Linked DNA regions of Larimichthys crocea: region 2 is linked to region 1. A link is a contact called in public Hi-C data. All regions are on one chromosome and are shown on one strand. Each heading gives the region's core, a stretch centred on a gene start, on an enhancer-like site or on the middle of the called end of the contact. The rest is flanking DNA. Distances are from core to core; before and after follow the strand shown. Region 1 holds the start of LOC109138715 (E3 ubiquitin-protein ligase TRIM39). Region 2 holds the start of actr2a (actin related protein 2a).

Region 1 (6,420 bases), core at 38-2,537:
GTATCTTATTCCCTGATTGTGCCTGTAGAAAGCATTTACCCGAACCACACGACCAGACTTACCCGGCTTCTCGTTCTTACTGGCCATGGTTGTTCAGAGCTGCTGATCTCCCACTGCACCAGTAAGGATGAACTTTGTGCTACCGCACCTCCTGGTGCTGTGCACTAAGCCCCAACACTGGGTCATGTGACACCTCTTTCAGCACTAATCACTCTGCTGATTACCGTGAATCAGCTAGACACAGTGAAGGTGTACTGTGTTTGGTAACCTGGTGGAGATACTTTACTCTGTCCTTTTAAATTATAAATGTTATTTTTAAGTCTCTCTCAAAGAGTCGTCCAACAATAATTTGTTGTAGAAAACCTTTGTTTTAACTCTGAACATTTCTTGACACCTGGCAGCCTTCCTCATGTCCCTGATACACTGCCTGCAGATAGATACAACCCAGATAGCTTCCTTGTTGTTCGGGGTCAAACCTGATGTCATGACAGAGAACGACCACTAGATGGATCCCACCACAAAGAAATGACGAGAACTGCTGCCACGTCAAGCACCGAACACTCCTGATAATGTGAGCGACTGTAATGAATTTAACAACAGATCTTATGCAGCACTTCTCTCGTGGAGGTTAGAAACTTATCCTCGATCTTCAGAAAAACTATAGGTAGAGAAAACATCTCAGGTACCGGCTGCAAGGAGAGCATTTAGTGGCCTGCATGAAGATTGGACAGTGATTTTTTCCCCCTCCAAGCCAAGGAGGATGAAGTGCAGTAATGAATCACGCACAGTGTCCAAGATGTGTGCTTATGTTTTGCAAAGCTTATACAGCTTATTTTTATGGAATCATCTCCTTGTGATCACTTGAAGTCTTGAATATACCAAGTGAACAAAAATTTTAACACAGACGAACCACTGTGTCGTCAATATACCATCCTGCATGCCTCGTTTTAGGGTTTTTGTGGTGTGTACCACAAGGCCTCAAACTGTAAAAAGTGTTTAATGCTGACAAAAACTCCTCTTTCTGATTTTCAATGAATCGATCATAAAAGTTAGAAACCACAAACCTTATTCCTATTCTAAAATGCATTCATTTCTGATTATTCATGCATCTTACTATCACCTTTTTACACACCTTACTTCTCCTACTACTCCTGTCAGGTATAGTACCACCTATGCTCCACATTAAACCAGAGAAAACCAAAGTCTTACCCAATAATCATGTTACTCAGAGGGAGAGAACAAAACCCTGCCCACAGAAGTGCAGTAAGAGGCGGAGCAACACTAAATAGAGGAAAGCTCAACGTCAAACTCCAGAAATGAAACTTAACATTAAGAGAAGCAGCCACGCAGCAGTCGACACACGTCTCTGTTTCTGTCTAAAAGAAACAAAGTGAGTTCATCAGGTCTTTCTCAACAACACAGAAGAGTCTCTGCCAAACACTGGTGAGTACAACTGATCATATTTACAGTTTAAACAACCAGAACTAACACAAAGAGTTTCACTCGTTTCATTTTATGCTGACACTTTCTGTTTTATCTATGACTGTTTGTCCACAGGTCCACTTTACAGTAACTCACATTAATTACTTTCAACAGTCTCTCTTTGTCAGTTCTTCAGTAATCTGTAAATTAATCTCTGTAGTTTAGAGTTAAATCTCACTCTTATCTTCCTGGTATTATTACAGTTTACTGATCTCTTCCTAAAGTCAGATTACTTCCTGTTTCCTCTGGCTGTTTCACATTAAAAGCTTTCTACCAGAGAGCCAGGGAGCAGCTTTTAATGTGAAGCAGCTGGAGGAAATGCAGTGTATTTGTCATCATGTATGAAAAGCTTTGTTAGCAGCACTATTCTTTTATGAAAATTGGTCTATACAACAAGATGTAAACATATTTGGTGCTATTGGTGATATTCATTGTTAAAAAAAAAGATCACTGTTAACATAATTGTGGATTATGTTCCTTATAAAACTTATGAATTAAATGTTTTTCTTCTTTCACACTACATGTGTAGAAATGGCTGCTGCAAACTATCTGCCATCTGAAGATCAGTTTCTGTGCTCCATCTGTCTGGATGTGTTCACTGATCCAGTCAGTACACCATGTGGACACAACTTCTGCAAAAACTGCATCAATGAACACTGGAATACTACTGACCAGTACCTGTGTCCGATGTGTAAGAAGGTTTTCAACCCAAGACCTGAGCTGAACATCAACACATTGTTCTCTGAGATTGTTTCTCAGTTCAGACAATCAGCTCAACAGAAAGCTAACAGCAGCAGCAGCTCAGAGCTTAAAGTATCCAAACCAGGAGAAATTCCCTGTGACGTCTGCACGGGAACCAAAATGAAGGCCCTGAAGTTGTGCCTTAACTGTCTGACCTCCTACTGTGAGACTCACCTGGAGCCTCATCTGACAGCTTCAGGTCTGAAAAGACATCAGCTGATCGACCCTGTGGAGAACCTAGAAGGCCGAATGTGTACAAAGCACGATAAACCTCTGGAGCTGTTCTGTAAAAGTGACCAGACATGTGTCTGCATGCTCTGCACTGTTTTAGACCACAAGACTCATAAAGTTGTTCCTCTGAAAGAAGAATATATAGTAAAGAAGGCAGAGCTGGGGAAGACTGAACCTGAAATACAGCAGATGATCCAGAAGAGACAAAAGAAGATTCGGGAGATCAAACACTCAGTCAACATCAGTAAGGGAGATTCAGACAGAGAGCTAGCAAAGGGTGTTCAGGTCTTCACTTCTCTGAAGGAGTCTGTTGAGAAAGGCCTGGCCAAGCTCATTGAAACGATCAAAACAAAACAGAAAACAACAGAAAAACAGGCTGAGATTTTGATCGAAGAGCTGGAACAGGAAATCTCTGAGCTGATGAAGAGAAGAACTGAGATAGAACATCTCTCACACTCTGAAGACCATCTCCACCTTCTCCAGAGTGTCCAGTCTCTAAACATCCACCACCCACCACCCACTAAGGACTGGACAGAGGTCAGTGTCAGTCTATCGTTATATGAGGGGACTGTGAGGAGAGCTGTGTCTCAGCTGGAAGAGACACTCAGTGAAGAGATGAAGAAGCTGGTTAAAGCAGAGCTGAAGAGGGTCCAGCAGTATGAAGTGGATGTGACTCTTGATCCTGATACAGCAAATCCGAATCTCATCCTGTCTAATGACGGGAAACGAGCTAGGCCTGGTAAGGTAGGGAAGAGTCTCCCAGACAACCCAGAGAGATTTTCTTTCAGTCCCTGTGTTTTGGGAAAGCAGAGTTTCTCTTCAGGCAGATTTTACTACGAGGTTCAAGTTAAAGGAAAGACTGCCTGGGATTTAGGAGTGGCCAGAGAGTCGATCAACAGGAAGGAAATAATTACACTGAGCATTGAGGATGGTTACTGGGCTATATGGTTGAGAAATGGAAATGAGTATGAAGCTCTTGATGACCATTATGTTGTTCTCTCTCTGAAGTCTCAGCCTGAGAAGGTGGGGGTGTTTGTGGATTATGAGGAGGGTCTGGTCTCCTTTTATGATGTAGGTGCTGCAGTTCTTATCTACTCATTTACTGGCTGCTCCTTCACTGAGAAACTCTACCCATACTTCGGTCCCTGTGACATTGACGGTGGTAAAAACTCTGCACCTCTGATCATCTCTCCTGTCAGAGGAAACTAATCACTTATCTTATTTTACTTCTAATTTTATTGAAGGGATCAAATGTAGATATTTTGTGACAATACTGTAGAGTCAACATTATTAATTTTCTACAGAATCTGTTTACTGTGGTGATTGATTTATTCTTCAATGTTAAGATTTTCAGTATATTAATTTGACACATTCATCTCTTTAACTGTGTTTATGTGGAGAACATCTATTCAAACCTCTTTTAAACCCAGTAAGTACATTTGCAAAGAAAATCTTGATGTTTGTATGTGCAGACACAGAAAACATGTTGCTGAATATTAAATTGTGTCATAAAACTTCATTTGAGAGTAAGGCCTAGTACTGTAGATGCCTGCAGTGTATATAAGACACAGTGCTAATGGCAATTTATATTTTGATTGAAAAAGTATTTTAGTAAATTATCTTTGGCCAACTTTTGTTTTTTAGCACTCTGGTAACATGGTTTATGAGTCAAATAAATCTGTAAATATTTGATCATAAAATAAAAACGTATGTTGTATTTCATCAATGCTGTGACTTAATAATTTAATAATTAATGGTAACAAAGAAACGTGCTTTAATACAACAGCAAACATTGAGCAATAACACACGATCATCTGACTTAATTCTATTGTTTTCTACACAACAGGGGGGGACAGTAAAATAAGTTTGAGGTGAGCAGCCTGTAGAGCTACATGTAACAACACACTGGATGCTCCTAACCTTTTAATTTGATTTATATAACACCAAATCATAACAGTTATTTCATGACTTAATGACACCATATTGACCATACTCTTTATATGATTTACTTCCTTTAATCCTTGACATATTTATAACTCTTTCACTGAGAAAATAAAATGGCTGCTGTCTAGTTTTGTCTTTGCATTTTCAACAAGTGCTAACCTCTGAGACAAATTATGTTTCCTCTGACCACCACATGTTTCACCAGCAGGATGCTTTTAATTTGTAGCATTGTCAGGAGGAAATGTGTGTTTTCACCAGTAGTGACTAAGGATGCACCAAAAATTCGGTCACCGAAAGTTTTCGGCCGAAAATGGCCCAAAAGTGCATTTCGGCTTTCGGTGAAGTGGCTGAATAGTGGCGTGACGCAATTGATGCAATGGAACAATGTGCACGGTCATCTGGCCAGGGTTGGTGATTGTTTTCTCATTCACACGCAATAAACCCACGATGCAGGATATAGGAAAAACATAGGCAAGAAATACATCATACACTGCTCTTTAGCAGAGCTATATACTTCTCTCTACATTACGGTGTCTCACACATGCGAGGTGCGTTTCATTTACCGTCGGAATGACTATGATGCATTCATGAACGTGGGAAAAATGGAAATTCACCGGAAATATAATAAAACTAAATAGTATTTCTTTCAAGAACAAATTAACAGTGATTAAAACAACATGGGCTTTCTAACAGTATAAATGAAATAATAATTATACTAACTGGAAATTCTACTGGAATATTTGAAGGATATTAAATAAACATTTACTTTCTTTGAAAAAACATGTCTACAAATTTATTCTAGGCTATTTATGCAATAATAAAAAAAATTGTGAAAAATTTAACAACCGCATTTCATATTTGGTTTCGGTATTCGGCCAACCATTTAATTTTTATTCGGCTTCGGCCGAAAATTTTCATTTCGGCGCATCCCTAGTAGTGACTGAATACAGTAGGGCTGCAGGAGAGTGGATAGTAAACAGTGAGGGTGTTATCAATGAAGACAGTGTAATATGGTCAAAAACTCTGGGGCAAGGCGATAAGTAGATCTTGAGTTTAGATCAAACCAATATTTTCAAGCTCAAGAAAATTAGACTTTCAAGTGGCGTACACTCTTAAAACCAAACCACTGTCACCAAGCACTCACAGTCTGATGTTAATGTCAGTACAGCTTTCAGCTACAATCATTGGTCATCATCTGGTTAACCTCATCTTCATCAACAGTCAATATACAGGATAAACTCAAAAACATCCTCCTGAAAGCAAATGTCAAATTTTAAATTCTGAGTAAAATAAATATATTCCTGACATTAAAACACTGAGTACATAGATTTAATTTTAGCTTGTTTGTAAGAGATTGCTATCAGCCAAACAAACCTACTTACATATTTAAATCACAAGTCAAGCCACATGCTTTACAGTCAATGGTGAGTCACAAACTTGCTGACAACCAGAAATATAAAAGCACAGTTCAATATTTGGGGAAATATTTTGGTTTGTAATAGTCAGACAAGTTAAAATAAATCTTTCATTTAAACTAATTCAGTGCAGATACTGGTATATATATTTAAATATAGATGTTACACCAGCTGTAGTGGTGGCAGTAGTGCCTTCTCTCTGTTATTTACTGCCTGGGAAACACAACACCTCTGACATGTTGCTCAGTCACGGTGCTGATCCTTCTGAACAGGCAGCGCCCGCTGAGAAACACCAAACCTTCCCAGTCGACTCCACGGGAGGCAGAGATCTACTGTCAGCCAAGAGCTTCATGATAAACACTGAACTACACAAGACCACAGTGTGATACAATGAAATGTACAAGGTGTTTAGCTAATGTGCAACATGTGTATGCTCAAAACATCTGTGAATGAAAAATGGACGGGCTTTCTTATTTCAAGATTCATAGCAATCTTTACATTGGGCCAGAAGAAAACTACAAGTGAACAAGCTCCCATGGTCACTACTTACTGGTGTTATGGCACAGACCAACCACTGGATGGACCACAACACAAAGGGAACAATGAG
Region 2 (5,956 bases), core at 406-2,905, 140 kb before region 1:
CATGTAAAACAGAACTTGTAAACAATTGATGTATCAATTTCTAACAAAGCATAACATGTTGGAAAGGCTGTTGACTTTTACACCTGTGCCCCCTGTGACAGAGGCGATCAGCTGTGACAGAGGCGATCAGCTGTAACAGAGGCGATCAGCTTTGACAGAGGATATCAGCTGTGACAGAGGTAATCAGATGCACTGTTGAGTACATGAAACATGCCCTTAGTAGTTAATAGGCAATACAAGAGGCATACCATTAGAACAATATACAATAACATCAAATTATATAGATTAATAAATGTTTATATGAACTGTATAAAGGATGTATAATAAAAAAAATGTATATCACATGGTTGAACAAACCTTACATATACAGTAATATTAGCTTCCCTTTTTCTCTAGCTTGCTGTCTGATATCATGGTCAGGTTGATCTGGGCCCAGCTCTTTCACACGTAGTTTGTCCGGCAAAGTTCTCCTCTCAAACGGAAGCTGAAGGAGTGATTTTACCGTAGTGAGGGTTGGGTCTTGGAGGAGTACTGTTACGTACACCATTGTCATGTAGAATAGTGTTTGTACATAGTGGCCCTGACTTTCAATAATACCCAAATGCAGCCAGCACAAACCATTTTACATGTGTTATGAAAATGAAAGTAATGAATGAGCAAGGGATGATAACAGAAGCAGTGGGGGAACACGGCACGTAGACGCAGAATATATAATATAATCTTTTTAATTACATTATTTTCTATTTTTGTATAAATGTATTGTTTCAAGCACATTGTTTGCATTGACTATTTTTGTATAAATGTATTGTTTCAAGCACATTGTTTGCATTGAAATGCATTTAATGTTGTGAATCAACTGTTAAAGTTGCTAAAATTGCTCCCATTATTGCTTTGTTTCCCTTCTGTTTACTTTCTAAGCCACCTGGGGCGTGGTCTCTATGGGGCGTGGTCCATTGGGGGCCTGGTCTCTGTGGGTGTGGTTTGTGGGGGAGCAGTGGATCATATTTTGCACATATTCCATTATTTAAACACCCAAACATTGAAAATATGAATGATTTAATATTATTATAATTATTTTTACTTTTTTTCATTTTATTTTTGTGGCTCATATCTATTGGCCAGCCGCCACTCATAGTAGCGCTCCTTCTTACATGGTGGGAGTAGTAGTAGTCTGCTGCTGAAGCTCTAGTCTCATGCACGAGGTGGGAGGAGTTGTTTGTGATGGATGTCAGCTCTGCTAACATCCTCCTCTGCCCCACTTCCTCTATAGAGTCTAGGGGGACAGTCCAGAACAGAGCTGACCAGTTTGTTGAGTCTTTTCCTGACAGCAGGTGACAACATAGAATAATGCAGATGCTACCATGGTGTCATGGAAAGTTTTTAACAGTCCTGAACACTCAGTAGTAGAGTATTGTTCATACTTTTAGTCAGGGGCGCCTTACAGGGGGGAAAAGTTAGGACAATTCCAAGGGCCCACGATGGACAGGGGCCCCAAAAAAGAGGGGGACCAATTAGATTTTTTTTTGTCATGGGGCCCAAAATTCCTGGCGGCGCCCCTGCTTTTACTGAAGTAAAGGATGAGAATATTTCATCCACAACTGTGGGTGTCCGAGTTATAGTCAGCATGCTTTTATTCTGAAGGAGTCACTCCTGAAGTGTTGTGTGTGTTGCTTCCGGCGCGGCGTTGAGCTTGCCGTGAGTTAGCTGGTGTGCAGGCAGAGGGTCAGGCTTCTGCTGGATTCAGGGAACAAAAAATGGACAGTCAAGGGAGAAAGGTCGTGGTTTGTGACAATGGAACCGGGGTGAGTGTGAGAACATGTGGCACTGTTAAATCTCACCGTGTGTCGCTGCCGGTGCTCCGCAGTTTGTTTGTTTTTTGATTAGAAAAAGTGCAAACAGGAAGTAACAGAGAGGCTAACGCTGTTAGCACCGTCTAGGTGGGTTGTGTTAGGAATGTGTCTGTCAGCTGGATTCAGCTCATTCATCTGCTGCACGGCCACAGCTGGGAGCTTCATCTGCCCGGATAACTTACTGTTTATTATCACACTCGTTTGGTCTCCTGGCGACGAGTCTTGATGAGTTTGCTTAGTAACTTTGTAACTGACAGTTAGTGAGCTAACGTTGCTGCACAGGTAAACTCCATGGCAACGGTAACTTAAACAGCATTTAAGCACAGTTAATATCAAGCAGTTTATGTTTTTAAGCATTAATTAATTAATTAATAATTTGAGGGTAGTGTTACAGTTCCTGAGTAACGTTAGCCACGTTAGCCAGCTCCGCATCCTTAGCTGTGTTTATTAAAGTATCACCGTCTGAAGCACTGTCACACAGCAGCTGGAAGGATGAGCTACAGTTAAAGACATTAAACTATTTCTGACAAACTAAAAATCACAGTTTTTCCTTTTATTTTTTTTCTCCCACCCTCAGTTAGCTTAGCAAGGTTAGCTCAGTTAGCTACAGCCCCGCCCTCGTTAAAAACAGGGCAGCGGTCACTTCACTGCTCTCAGCATTTAATCACACACACACACACACACACACAGGCGTACTGCACGGTTACTAACACGTTCAGTCGCATGCGTTTATGTTGGCTCGTACAAATGAAACACGATGAATGAATTCAGACAAATTCACCCTGTTAAACCGGAGTGGACGAGTGCGCATGCGTGCAGACATGGGTTGAGGAAGTTGAAGCAGTTCTTCCATGTAAGGAAACTTGTCAGATGTGCTGCAGTCTGACTACACTGTCTGTCTGTCTGACTACACTGTCTGTCTGTCTGTCTGTCTGCCTGCACACACGCTTTAGAAATCATTAACGGAAGTGTGTGTGTGCGCTCCTGGTTAAACACTTCACTCCCTGGTTAAAAGCAGGTACTTCTGTTTTAGTACAAGCAACAAAGCAAACGCACAGACTGAAACACTTTGTCCTTTTAGTGCGTTTAATGACACATTCACTTCTTTTTCACAATAGGAAATGCTCACTGTCATCTCATTTTTAATATCTGAGATGCACCTTTATGATCTGTTGGATTTGTACTGGCCCCAATACTGATCTTATAAAGTCAGACTGGACTGATCCACATGCTCGGCTCGTTTGCTGTAGTTGGCTAACATTGACTCATAGAGCTGAAACCGCTTCACCTCCTGCATGTGCTTCAAAACAAATGTATGAATGAAAAGTCATTTTGAAACATTGCATCGATGAAATCTTTTTATTTTTTTTATTTTTACAGGTTTATTAAAGCTTGTTAAAGGCAATGTTTCAGAAAACTAGGTGACTGGAGAAACATATCAGTGAGGAAAAGTCAGTCATAAAGTTATAGCATCCCTATTGAGTAGGGCTACAGCTAACAATTATTTTCATTATCAATTAGTCTATCGATCGTTTTGTTGATTAAATTATTAGTTATTTGGTCCATAAAGTGTCAGAAATTGGTGAAAAACCATGATCTCTGTTTCCCATATTTCAAAGTGATGTCCCCAAATGTTTTAATTGTCCAAGACTCAAAAATCTGAGAAGCTGGAATCAGAGAATTTTGATTTTTTTATCTATCAAAACAGTTTTATCATTTTATCAAAATAGTTGATAAATACTTGATTGATCATCTAATTGCGTTAAAGTTTCAATAATATTTTGTCTCACTTGAAACCTACATGGTTTTCCTCTAGTGCAATATTTTACTCATTGAACACCTTTTTATATGTTATTTTAAATATTGTAACATGTTTTCTCTTATTTTCTTCTTTTTATCCCATTTTAGTTTGTCAAGTGTGGCTATGCAGGCTCCAACTTCCCCGAACACATTTTCCCAGCGCTGGTTGGCCGGCCAATCATCCGCTCCACAGCTAAAGTTGGCAACATTGAAATTAAGGTAATTTCACCTTTCTGAGTCAGAACAGAGTCTGAACACTGCAGCTATTCCTTGTCACCACAACTACTTCTTTGGGTGTATCAGGATGGCTGGTGGAAATATCACAGCACATCAGTGAAGTTTAGACTTTAACCAAACATTGCTGCAGCTGATTTCAGTTATTCACCCCTCCTCACACACATGTACAATCAAGCGACAGGCAAAATGCATTTTAACGTACAGATACATAATTTACAATGCCCTACACCAAAATATTGCACAGATGTCATACACCAAATAAAAATTGATAAATCAGCTGCTAAAATGAAAACCTTCATGATGAGTAGCTGTGAGCTACCGTAAGAGAAAACCACCAGTCACACATAGTGAAGAGAAGCTAACATCTAATCCAAAGTTTTGCTCTCAGTCTGCTGAACTGTTGACCTTTGACCCCTCGTAGGACCTGATGGTGGGGGATGAGGCCAGCGAGCTGCGCTCCATGTTGGAGGTGAACTACCCGATGGAGAACGGCATTGTCAGGAACTGGGATGACATGAAGCACCTGTGGGACTACACCTTCGGCCCAGAGAAACTCAACATCAACTCCCGTGACTGCAAGATCCTACTGACTGAGCCGCCCATGAACCCCACCAAGAACAGAGAAAAGATTATAGAGGTCGGCTACAGAAACACAAAAACATAAACCTGTGTTGTGTTGTCTTTCTCTGTAGTAATTAACTGACACTCTGTGTTTCACTTGCTAGGTGATGTTTGAAACCTACCAGTTCACAGGAGTTTATATCGCCATCCAGGCCGTCCTCACTCTCTATGCTCAAGGTGCGTTTGTCTCTGTAACACTCACTGCTAAACTATAAAAGCCTGAATTTTTTGGGATAATCCAAGCAGTTGTGCTACTTAAAAAAACAAAATACCAGGATATAGCTACATAGTTCCTATGTTAGGTAATTCTTACTGTAAGGTGTAACCAAAGGCAGCTGCAAGGGTTTTTGTACGAGATTTCCTGGGTGTTCATGCTGCGAGCTGAAGTGTTCCTGGTGTATTTGGAGCACTTGTTCAGTTTGATAGTCTGTTGTGAAGATGTTGTTAAGCTGTGGCTGCCGTGATTCAGTGGTTGAAAGGTTTGTTGGGATATTTATAGGGGATTGCTAGTGTCATTGTGGATGTTACAGTTGTGTTTCTAGGTGGTTCCAGGTGTGTTCATAAATAGGTGCTAGGATGGTTCTGGATGGTTGTTAGGATGCCTTACTGGCACCTCTGTTGTACTTTGTATTCTGATCAATATTTTTGTTCATAACAAGGTGGTTACTGGTTAGTCATGAACAATCAGCTGGCTAATGGTTACTTACTTTGCCAGCTGAAACAGTCTAGACCTGTATCATGAGATAACTTCTGTTATGATTTGGAGTTATGTAAATAAAATTGAATTGAAGCCATGTCTGTTTAATTTAGTTAACTCCATGTACACTCTAGGCTGCTAGCATATATAACATCCAAGGTGAATGGAATGGTATAATCTCTGTAGAAAGTCTTGATTAATGCGTGTTGATTAATCGATTAAAAGCAAACTGTGACAACAGAAGCTGACTTAGTGAATGAAACACGACGTACATTAATCATGTGACTTAAACAATGAGGCTGTAATCTTCCTCACGTTAATACATAACAATAAGTACAGTGTTTTCTCTTCAGATCATATAAATGTTTTGCCTTTTACTAAAGTTTTCAGTGGAGAGGAACAAATTTTACTAAATTTTCCATCATATTGTGAAAACATCGACACTGATGCATGTAGTGCTGAAACGGGCTTTCTCCCTGGTCACACTGTAAAGTTTTTATACTGTTGTTCTGTCCTTGGTGTGAATACATCGTGGAGGTGTCTAAATGCCTGTTATTGACCAAATGACCTGAAAGAAAAAAGTATATGTTACACCATTAGTATGATACACATTTGTGTATTTTTTGGTTTTAGGACTGCTGACTGGAGTGGTGGTTGACTCTGGTGATGGCGTCACTCACATCTGTCCAGTGTACGAGGGATTCTCCCTGCCCCACCTGACCCGACGCCTTGACATCGCCGGGAGAGACAT

What was found. Hi-C and Micro-C count contacts between places; a contact is called where the count stands out from the background.
Region 2: a Hi-C map of muscle shows a contact between it and region 1, with 2.6 times the contacts expected there. The contact joins the promoter of actr2a here to the promoter of LOC109138715 in region 1. A contact is called at or near these places in 2 of 7 Hi-C or Micro-C datasets (both in muscle).

What each region holds. Positions count from the first base shown.
Region 1 is chrX:29,011,035-29,017,454 of L_crocea_2.0, reverse strand. LOC109138715 (E3 ubiquitin-protein ligase TRIM39) reads left to right here and starts at 1,287. Exons shown (of 3, transcript XM_027282718.1): 1 at 1,287-1,443; 2 at 2,012-2,280. The coding sequence starts at 2,014. All of the region lies in intron 2 of ppp3r1b (protein phosphatase 3 (formerly 2B), regulatory s1ubunit B, alpha isoform, b), which reads right to left.
Region 2 is chrX:29,150,035-29,155,990 of L_crocea_2.0, reverse strand. It overlaps actr2a (actin related protein 2a), which reads left to right and starts at 1,655. Exons shown (of 9, transcript XM_010730326.3): 1 at 1,655-1,802; 2 at 3,759-3,869; 3 at 4,309-4,524; 4 at 4,613-4,685; 5 at 5,839-5,956. The coding sequence starts at 1,755. LOC113746747 (U5 spliceosomal RNA) reads left to right here and starts at 5,541; the gene lies at 5,541-5,656.